2 separate regions of the Sus scrofa genome follow, and region 2 is linked to region 1. A link is a contact called in public HiChIP or PLAC-seq data. All regions are on one chromosome and are shown on one strand. The core of a region is the stretch at or near the end of the contact, and the rest is flanking DNA. Distances in the headings are between cores, read along the strand shown. Region 1 holds the start of TTC32 (tetratricopeptide repeat protein 32). Region 2 holds the start of SMC6 (structural maintenance of chromosomes protein 6).

The links. HiChIP or PLAC-seq counts read pairs in DNA pulled down with a chosen protein or histone mark.
Region 2: an H3K27ac HiChIP or PLAC-seq map of alveolar macrophages shows a contact between it and region 1. The contact joins the promoter of SMC6 here to the promoter of TTC32 in region 1. A contact is called at or near these places in 2 of 5 promoter capture datasets (fetal skeletal muscle and liver) and 1 of 2 datasets of contacts at active chromatin or transcription factors (alveolar macrophages).

What each region holds. Positions count from the first base shown.
Region 1 is chr3:118,271,129-118,274,512 of Sscrofa11.1, forward strand. It overlaps TTC32 (tetratricopeptide repeat protein 32), which reads left to right and starts at 1,985. Exons shown (of 4, transcript XM_003125338.3): 1 at 1,985-2,033; 2 at 2,036-2,135. The coding sequence starts at 1,985. It overlaps WDR35 (WD repeat-containing protein 35), which reads left to right. Exons shown (of 29, transcript XM_021087811.1): 27 at 1-2,135.
Region 2 is chr3:120,096,100-120,099,842 of Sscrofa11.1, forward strand. It overlaps SMC6 (structural maintenance of chromosomes protein 6), which reads left to right and starts at 1,262. Exons shown (of 27, transcript XM_003125342.4): 1 at 1,262-1,477. GEN1 (flap endonuclease GEN homolog 1) reads right to left here and starts at 1,206. Exons shown (of 14, transcript XM_005655263.3): 1 at 725-1,206.

The DNA of each region.
Region 1 (3,384 bases), core at 735-3,234:
AGGTGAACACGACACTCTCAGCAGGTCATCTTGTAGCTGTATTTTGGGGTGAGCTGGCTGAGGGAAGTCTTGATGCTGCCACCCTGCAGGCAAAGCCCCAAGTGCAGGTGGACTGTGTGGAAGACAGGCGAGAGTCAGAGAGGGACAGCAGCTGAGCCGGGTTCCAGCACCTCAGTCGCTGGGCAGGGCCCTCTAGTGTCCTGTAGATCAGAGCTTCTCAGGTGTGATGGAGACACCACGTCAGAATCCCTTGGATGGACACACCAGACCAAACCTGCTCCACAGAACCTCCATGTTTACATTCCTCATCCTTATCAGATATGTGATTTGCAAATATTTTCTCTCATTCTCTGGGTTATTTGTTGATAGTCTTTTGCTGCACAAAAGGTTTTAATTTTCATAAAGTCCAGTTTGTCTATTTTTCCTTTCACTGCCTGTCCTTTGGTGTCATACCCAAGAAAACATTGCCAAATTCAGTGTCATGAAGACTTTGCTTTATGTTTTCTTCTGAGAACTTAAAATTTTTAGCTCTTACATTTAGGTCTTTAATCCACCTTGGTTAATTTTTTAATGTGGCATTTAGGTCCATCTTCACTCTTTCCAATAAATGGTTTTTTCAGCACCATTTACTGAAAAGACTGTCTTTATGCAAATCCACACTGTTTTGATTACTGTTGCTTTGATAAGTTTTTAATTCAGTGTGAGTCCCAAACTTTATTCTTTTTCAAGATAGTGACACCATGGGATCCTTAACCCCCTAGGTCACCAGGGAATTCCTCAAGACTGTTTTGGCTATTTGGAATCCATCCCTTGGAATTTCTTATGAATTTTAGGATAGATTTTTATATTTCTGTAAAAATACCATTGGGATTTTGATAGGCATTCCATTGAATCTGTAAATTGCTTTAGTATGAACAAGGGATGTCTATTTATGGCTTTAATTTCCTTCATCAACAATTTGCAGTTTCATTATACAAGTCCTTCTCTCCTTGGTTAATTCCTATGTATTTTATTTTTTAAGGTAATTTTATTTTATTTATTATTAATATTATTTTTGCCTTTTAGGGCTGCATCCATGGCATATGGAGGGTCCCAGGCTAGGAACTAATCAGAGCTACAGCTGCCAGCCTACACCACAGCCACAGCAACGCAGTATCCGAGCTGCATCTGCGACTGCATCTGCGACCTACACCACAGCTCAAACCAACGCTGGATCCTTAACCCACTGAGCGAGGCCAGGGATCGAACCCACAACCTCATGGTTCCTAGTCGGATTCGTTCTGCTGAGCCACTACGGGAACTCCTAAACAGTTCAGTCAATTCCTATACTATTCTGGAGGTTTTAAAAGGTTGAGAAATTTGCAGTCTACGGCCTTGGAGTTAATAAAAGGTTGAGTCTGAAATAAGACTCACGACTATGGGACACTAAGCTCCTGGAATTTCAACACAAAATGTCTCAATGTAATCCAGCCGACTGAAAATACCGTCTAGAGGGCGGACGCAGAACCAGAAAAGTGCTGCGATAACAGTAACTCCACGGGCCGTTTAGCCATTCGTAAAACAAACCAAGGTCTTTTACGCTCCCAGCACGATCAGCCACTGCACCCCGCATCCTCCACCATTCGCTGTAACAACGGGCAAAGCTTCTTGCAACTTCTGACCACGGTCTTAGAAACCAGTCTGGAGCTGCCGATCTACTGCTTCTCTGGAAACGAGGCCAGCGGAAGCACCACTCATCAACAAAACCGCACTTTACAGAAGTGTCTCTGTCCGCACAAGTTTTAAAGTTTCTGAGCCCTCCGGGGGCGGTGTCACTGATCTCGCGAGAAGACGGGTCCGCGGAAGGTACAAACTTCCCCCCTGCTTGCTCCGAGGTTTTGCCTACGCGATAAATTCCGGGGTGGGGGAGTGGCCTTGTGGTGCTGCCTCTAGTCGCTCAGAAATCACCCTCAGTTCTACAAGGAAAGCTAGGTCTCCGACTACTATGGAAGGGCAGCAAGGGCAAGAAAGCCCCGTAACCCTCGCACGTGCCCAGGTCATTTCAAGAAAGGCGAATATGCGGAGGCCGAAGCACTGTACTCCGCTTACATTCGCCAGTGCGCCTGTGCGGGCTCCGAGGGAGCGGCGCCCTGGAGGTAAATATCGCGAGATGTGGGGGTGCGGGGTCTCCGCTAGGTGGGAGTAGCCTGGGTTGTCTGATCTCACCACTCAAGGGTACCTCGGGCATTCGTTTAGTTTCCCGAAGGGCGGTGAAGGGAGTATCCTGGCCCGCGGCCCCTCGCGTTCCTCTGGGACACCCACCGGGGAGTCAGAGCACGGGGGTACCGGCTGCCTTTCAGCTTGAGTGTCTTCATTCCTTGTTACTCTGATCCGGTCTTAGAGCGGATAGCGCTTTTCCAGCTGTCATTTTAACAAGTGGGGTATCTGCGACCTGGTGAGGGCGCGATGCCACGGGTGCCACGCTCGCGCACAAAGTACCGCGACTTCAACCACAGCATCACAGCAGGTGTTTTGTTTTTCACTAATGAAAATAAATTTAGTATGGAAATAGTATAATGGACCTCCAGGTAGCCATCACTGGGCTTAAACATTAGTTCATCCCGGACATAATATTATGCATCCATGGATGTTTCAGGATACATTGTTAGATATTAAGGATTTACAAGGACCTAACCTCGGCATTGGTATCACATATCAAATATCAAATATCCAGCTTTAGAGCTTTCCTGATTGATCCGTAAAATTCTTGCTTTGTTGGTTTGTTTTTAGCTGTTGGTTCCAGTTGGGATGCACATCAAATTCACTGTATAGGGCTCGCCTTCGTTTTTCTGCCTTGCAGTTGATTTGGTGAGGAAACCGAATCATGTGTCCCCAGAGTTTCCCCTATTTCGGATTTGCAGTATTCATCCCCCGATGTCATTTAATAGGGCCCTCTGCCTCCTACATGGCTTGTGAGTTGGTAGTTAAATCCTGAGGTTGACCCAATTCAGATGCAGAGTTGTGGTGAGAGTACTGTTAGAAGTGGTGCTGTGTACTTCCAACAGAGAGCGTGGAATGCCTGTCTTTTTTGTGATGTTAGCAACCTCACCTGCTAATACCTGCTTTCCCAAAGAATCTCAGATTGATGCTTGAAGGTGTAACATTTGCTGTGCTCCAAGTTTTGCTGTGGTTGTTCTTGTTGATGGTGTTGAGTGGTCGGATGAGAAGAGAGAACAAGGAGGGTTTGAATGAACAGCTTTTGACAGTTTCGTGTTGTCTGCATTATCACTCTCCTTTTCCCTCAAGGATTTGACTTTTCTTGACAGGATGTCAGCTTGTCTTATTCCGTTTTTGTTTGTTGTTTTTTTTTTTTTTTTTTTTTTTTTTTTTTTTTTTTGGTCTTTT
Region 2 (3,743 bases), core at 12-2,511, 1.8 Mb after region 1:
TTCCAGAAATTGCATTACTGAAGACCAAAAGTTTGACATCAGTTGCTATGGGGGTGTTCTCGGGTAGCCGTAAATACCACTTGCTTCCATCCAGAAAGGAAGGTTTTTGAACTATAGAAAATAGTTTACTTAGCTAGGTCAGCATGCACGTAAAGAACCTAAAGACAAGCAGTAGGTTAATTTCACATTGAGAAGGCGCTGAAAGCTAAGCCAAGGAACTTAAACTTCTTTAGTTCCGATATTTATTGAGAGCTTTTAAAACGTAGGAACGCGCAAGGGAAAGAATGACTGTAAATAAACAACCACAATGCCTTAAGAAAAAGAACACCCCCAAGTGTGCCTAGGAGGATCAATGAAAGCTCGCCCAGATGGCCTTGAACCAGGCGTGGGAGTTTGCACTACGGTCCCCGGGGAAGGACATTCCGGACCCAGCGGCCTCGGCCCTGTCGGGGAGAGCGTGGAGCCGCGGTGGACACTTCCCACGCTTGGGGGGAGAACCAAAGGGGCGAGGTGTCTCCAGGCTCGGAAAGCAGAGCCAGATCCTGGCTGGGAGCTTCGGGGCCATTGTCCTAATGGACTCAAAAGAGAGCCGCCGACGGTGTCTTTGGAGGAGGGGCGGGAGCGACGGGGACGCGAACACAAAGCTCGCCCCCAACCCAGACTGTAAAGGAGCCAGTGAAAGGACCCGGGCGGCGCCGTTTCACCACGGTTCTGCGGGACTTACCCCGGACAACCCTTTCTCCTGGGTTTTGAAAGACGCCCTTCCGTCATTTGCCAGTTTGGCCTGAATCTTAATTATTGCTGCCTCCAAATTTCTAAACTTTCTCTTCTTAAAAATAAAAAGAAAGAAAGAAAAGGAAAAACTTGCTCTTTCCTTTCCCGAGCAAAGATTAACGTTTAGGGCTTAGCACCCAGACCCGGAAAGCTCCTGGAAGCACTTTGAATTCGGCGCCTTCTCCCACGCGGCCCCGCCTCTTCCAGGAAGTGACAGTCCTCTTTCCGCAAACGCTGCCGCACTCTCCGCTTTCCTGGCTCCCAGCCGTCTGCAGTACGCATGCGTGGAACTGTAGTTTGGGGGGGCTTCGAGCTTTCTCCCCCTCTCACCCAGGGAAATCGCCCGCCCTGCCCCCCCGCCGCGTCCCGCAGTTGCCGAGGACCGCGCGGCTACCAGCTTTCCTCATCCGCCCAGAGCCACTTCCGGTCCCCTCCTCTTACGCTCCAGTGGCGCGAAAACTCCGAACGGCGCACGCGCGGGCGGAGTCCCGGCGGGAGGGGGGGCGGGGCGCAGGCGCGGAGCGTCCCGCGGTGGGCGCCGGGGCGTCCGGGCTCCTGCCTTCTCCCTCCGCGGGCTCGCCGTACCCGCCGCGCCAACTGCGGTCGGCTGATGCCGAGACGCCCCTAGGGGGGCTTTAGCGTCCTGTTGCGCCGCGACATCCCCGCCGACCGGTTTCCTAGGGGAGACATCGACTTGTTTGAGGTAGGGTGAGGGCGCGCGCAGTCGTCCTCCCTTGCTCCGGATCCATTCCCAGTCACTGCCCTCTTCGCTGGCGTCCCCCAGCCCACCTGGTGGCGGCCGGGTCAGCGGTGCTGTGACGAGGTCCTCGGGGTCGCTGGCGCCCGGGCGGGCTGGCCCATGGGCCGGCAGGGGTCTTTGCCTTCTCTTCGCAGGCGACACGGGTCCCTTCTGCCGCGGGAAACTTGCCCGGGTCCGCTGGGCCCCTCCGTCGGGCGGCTCTAGTGGCGAGGCTTGCAAATCCCGGCTCGGGCTACGGGACCCGGCTCCCGGCCCCACATGGCCCTTTGCCTTTGACTTGCGTGTAGGGGGAAAGGAGTGAGGGTGGGTTGGAGAATTGGGCGCTTAACAATCTGATGATACCGTACAAGTAGCAACTTAAGTATGTTTAAGAGATGTGTAAATATCACTTCAATTTGATTTGTGGTTAAATTCCAGTTTCATGAAAACGGAGACTGCATTATCTAGAAAAATTGGGTTGTGGTGTTTGGAGGTTTGATGGCATTTATTTTCCCTTATTTTCTTGTAGAAATGAATTGGAAAAGAATCACTATTGGGAATCGAGAAACACAGTCAGCACTCAAGGGTGGAGAAAGGGCTGTAGGACTGATAGAGCTTGAGAGGATACTGTGATAATTCCTAGAAAAACAACTGTTTGGTGTTTAAACCCTGAAGACAGAATTTATGTGAGCGCTCACTACTCTGTATTTCACGAGTAGGAGATTAAAAGCGAATTTTTGAAAGACGGTCATTCTAGAATGTATGTTCAAAAGAAAAAAAATCCAAATTCCCTGACTTTTAGACGGCTGTTGTGTAGTCTTTTAAAATATTCAGTGTCCTGTGCATTGGCCTGCAGATCGTTCCATGAGTGCGTGGGTGGGGAGGGAGAGTCTTAGAACTTCTACTTAGGTTTACTTTGTCTCATTCTCTTACTGTGTGAAGTATGCAGAGTTATAATTTTCTGGGGGAATTTGTATTAAACAGTTTTTTTTTTTTTCTTGAACGGCTATCAGTGCAAAAAAGTTTGGAGATTACTAGAATATTGCTTTAAAATATGTTCTTGTGTTTATAAGATAGAACCAGTGTTGTGTGACCCTGGACTAGTTGGTACCACCTCTGCAAATTTCAGTTCCTATTCTGTAACTTGAGAAGCTAACATAGTACCTAACTCACAGCATTCTTAAATATCTTGGGGCAAGGGGCAGAGAGAGTAATAATTTTATCTCTGTATCTACCTATGGTTAGTGTGAAGTATTAGAATTGAGCCTGGCAAAAAGTCAGTACAAATGGCATATTAAAGTGGTTATGCCGAAAGACCAGTTTTAGTCCCAAAAGTTTATTTTACTGAATACATTTAACTGAGTTCCTGGATGTAGAATTTTGTATAAAACTTGACTAAATATTGACTATCATTTTTAGACCTAAGTTAGGAAAATTAATCATGGCTGTACTTGGCTTATTTTCAGGAATTAATATCTCAAAATTTTACCATAATAGTATGCGTTATATTTAAGGCATAATTAAATGTCACAAATACAACCCCCCCCCCAGATGACTGAGAGTCAAGAGTAGACACTTACCTTCATGTTAGTATTTTTGGTTCACTGGCTAATGAGATACATCTTTCTCACTCAACAACACACTTTCCCTGGTGACCAGATTCAAAATACTTTCTGTGGCTTTCTTAGCTCTACTCTCAAATCTACTGCAGGGTATGTTTTACTGCCTACTGGCCTATCTCAGTATCCTAGGAGCACTTCAAACCCAGTGTTTTCAAACAAAATGAATGTATTATTTATCCTTCCTTCTTACCAAATTTGCTCAGTCTGCTGATACTGGTGTTTAGGGTTAAGAGTGAAGGTTGTTTCTGAAAATTAAAGGCAATAAAATTTATAAAGCAAGCCCATCGTTTTAATTGGCTTGAAGAGTAACATTAGAGGGATACATCACATTAGAATTCTTTCTGTAGCCTTATACATTATCAAAGGATGGACAAGAGGATAAACAGATTAATAGTCAATTTCACTACCTATAAATAGTTGAACTATTGGTTAAACTTAGTTCATGGCAGAAGGAACCTGGACATGAAAGATCAGGTTTGACTTTGGGTTTTGACAACCTGGATTTGGATCTAGGCTCTGCTACGTAATAGCTACATAAGTCTGGGTATCTTTCACCTGAGGTTTAAACTTGACACTTAACATCCCGGTTTGTAAAGGAAGAACAATAC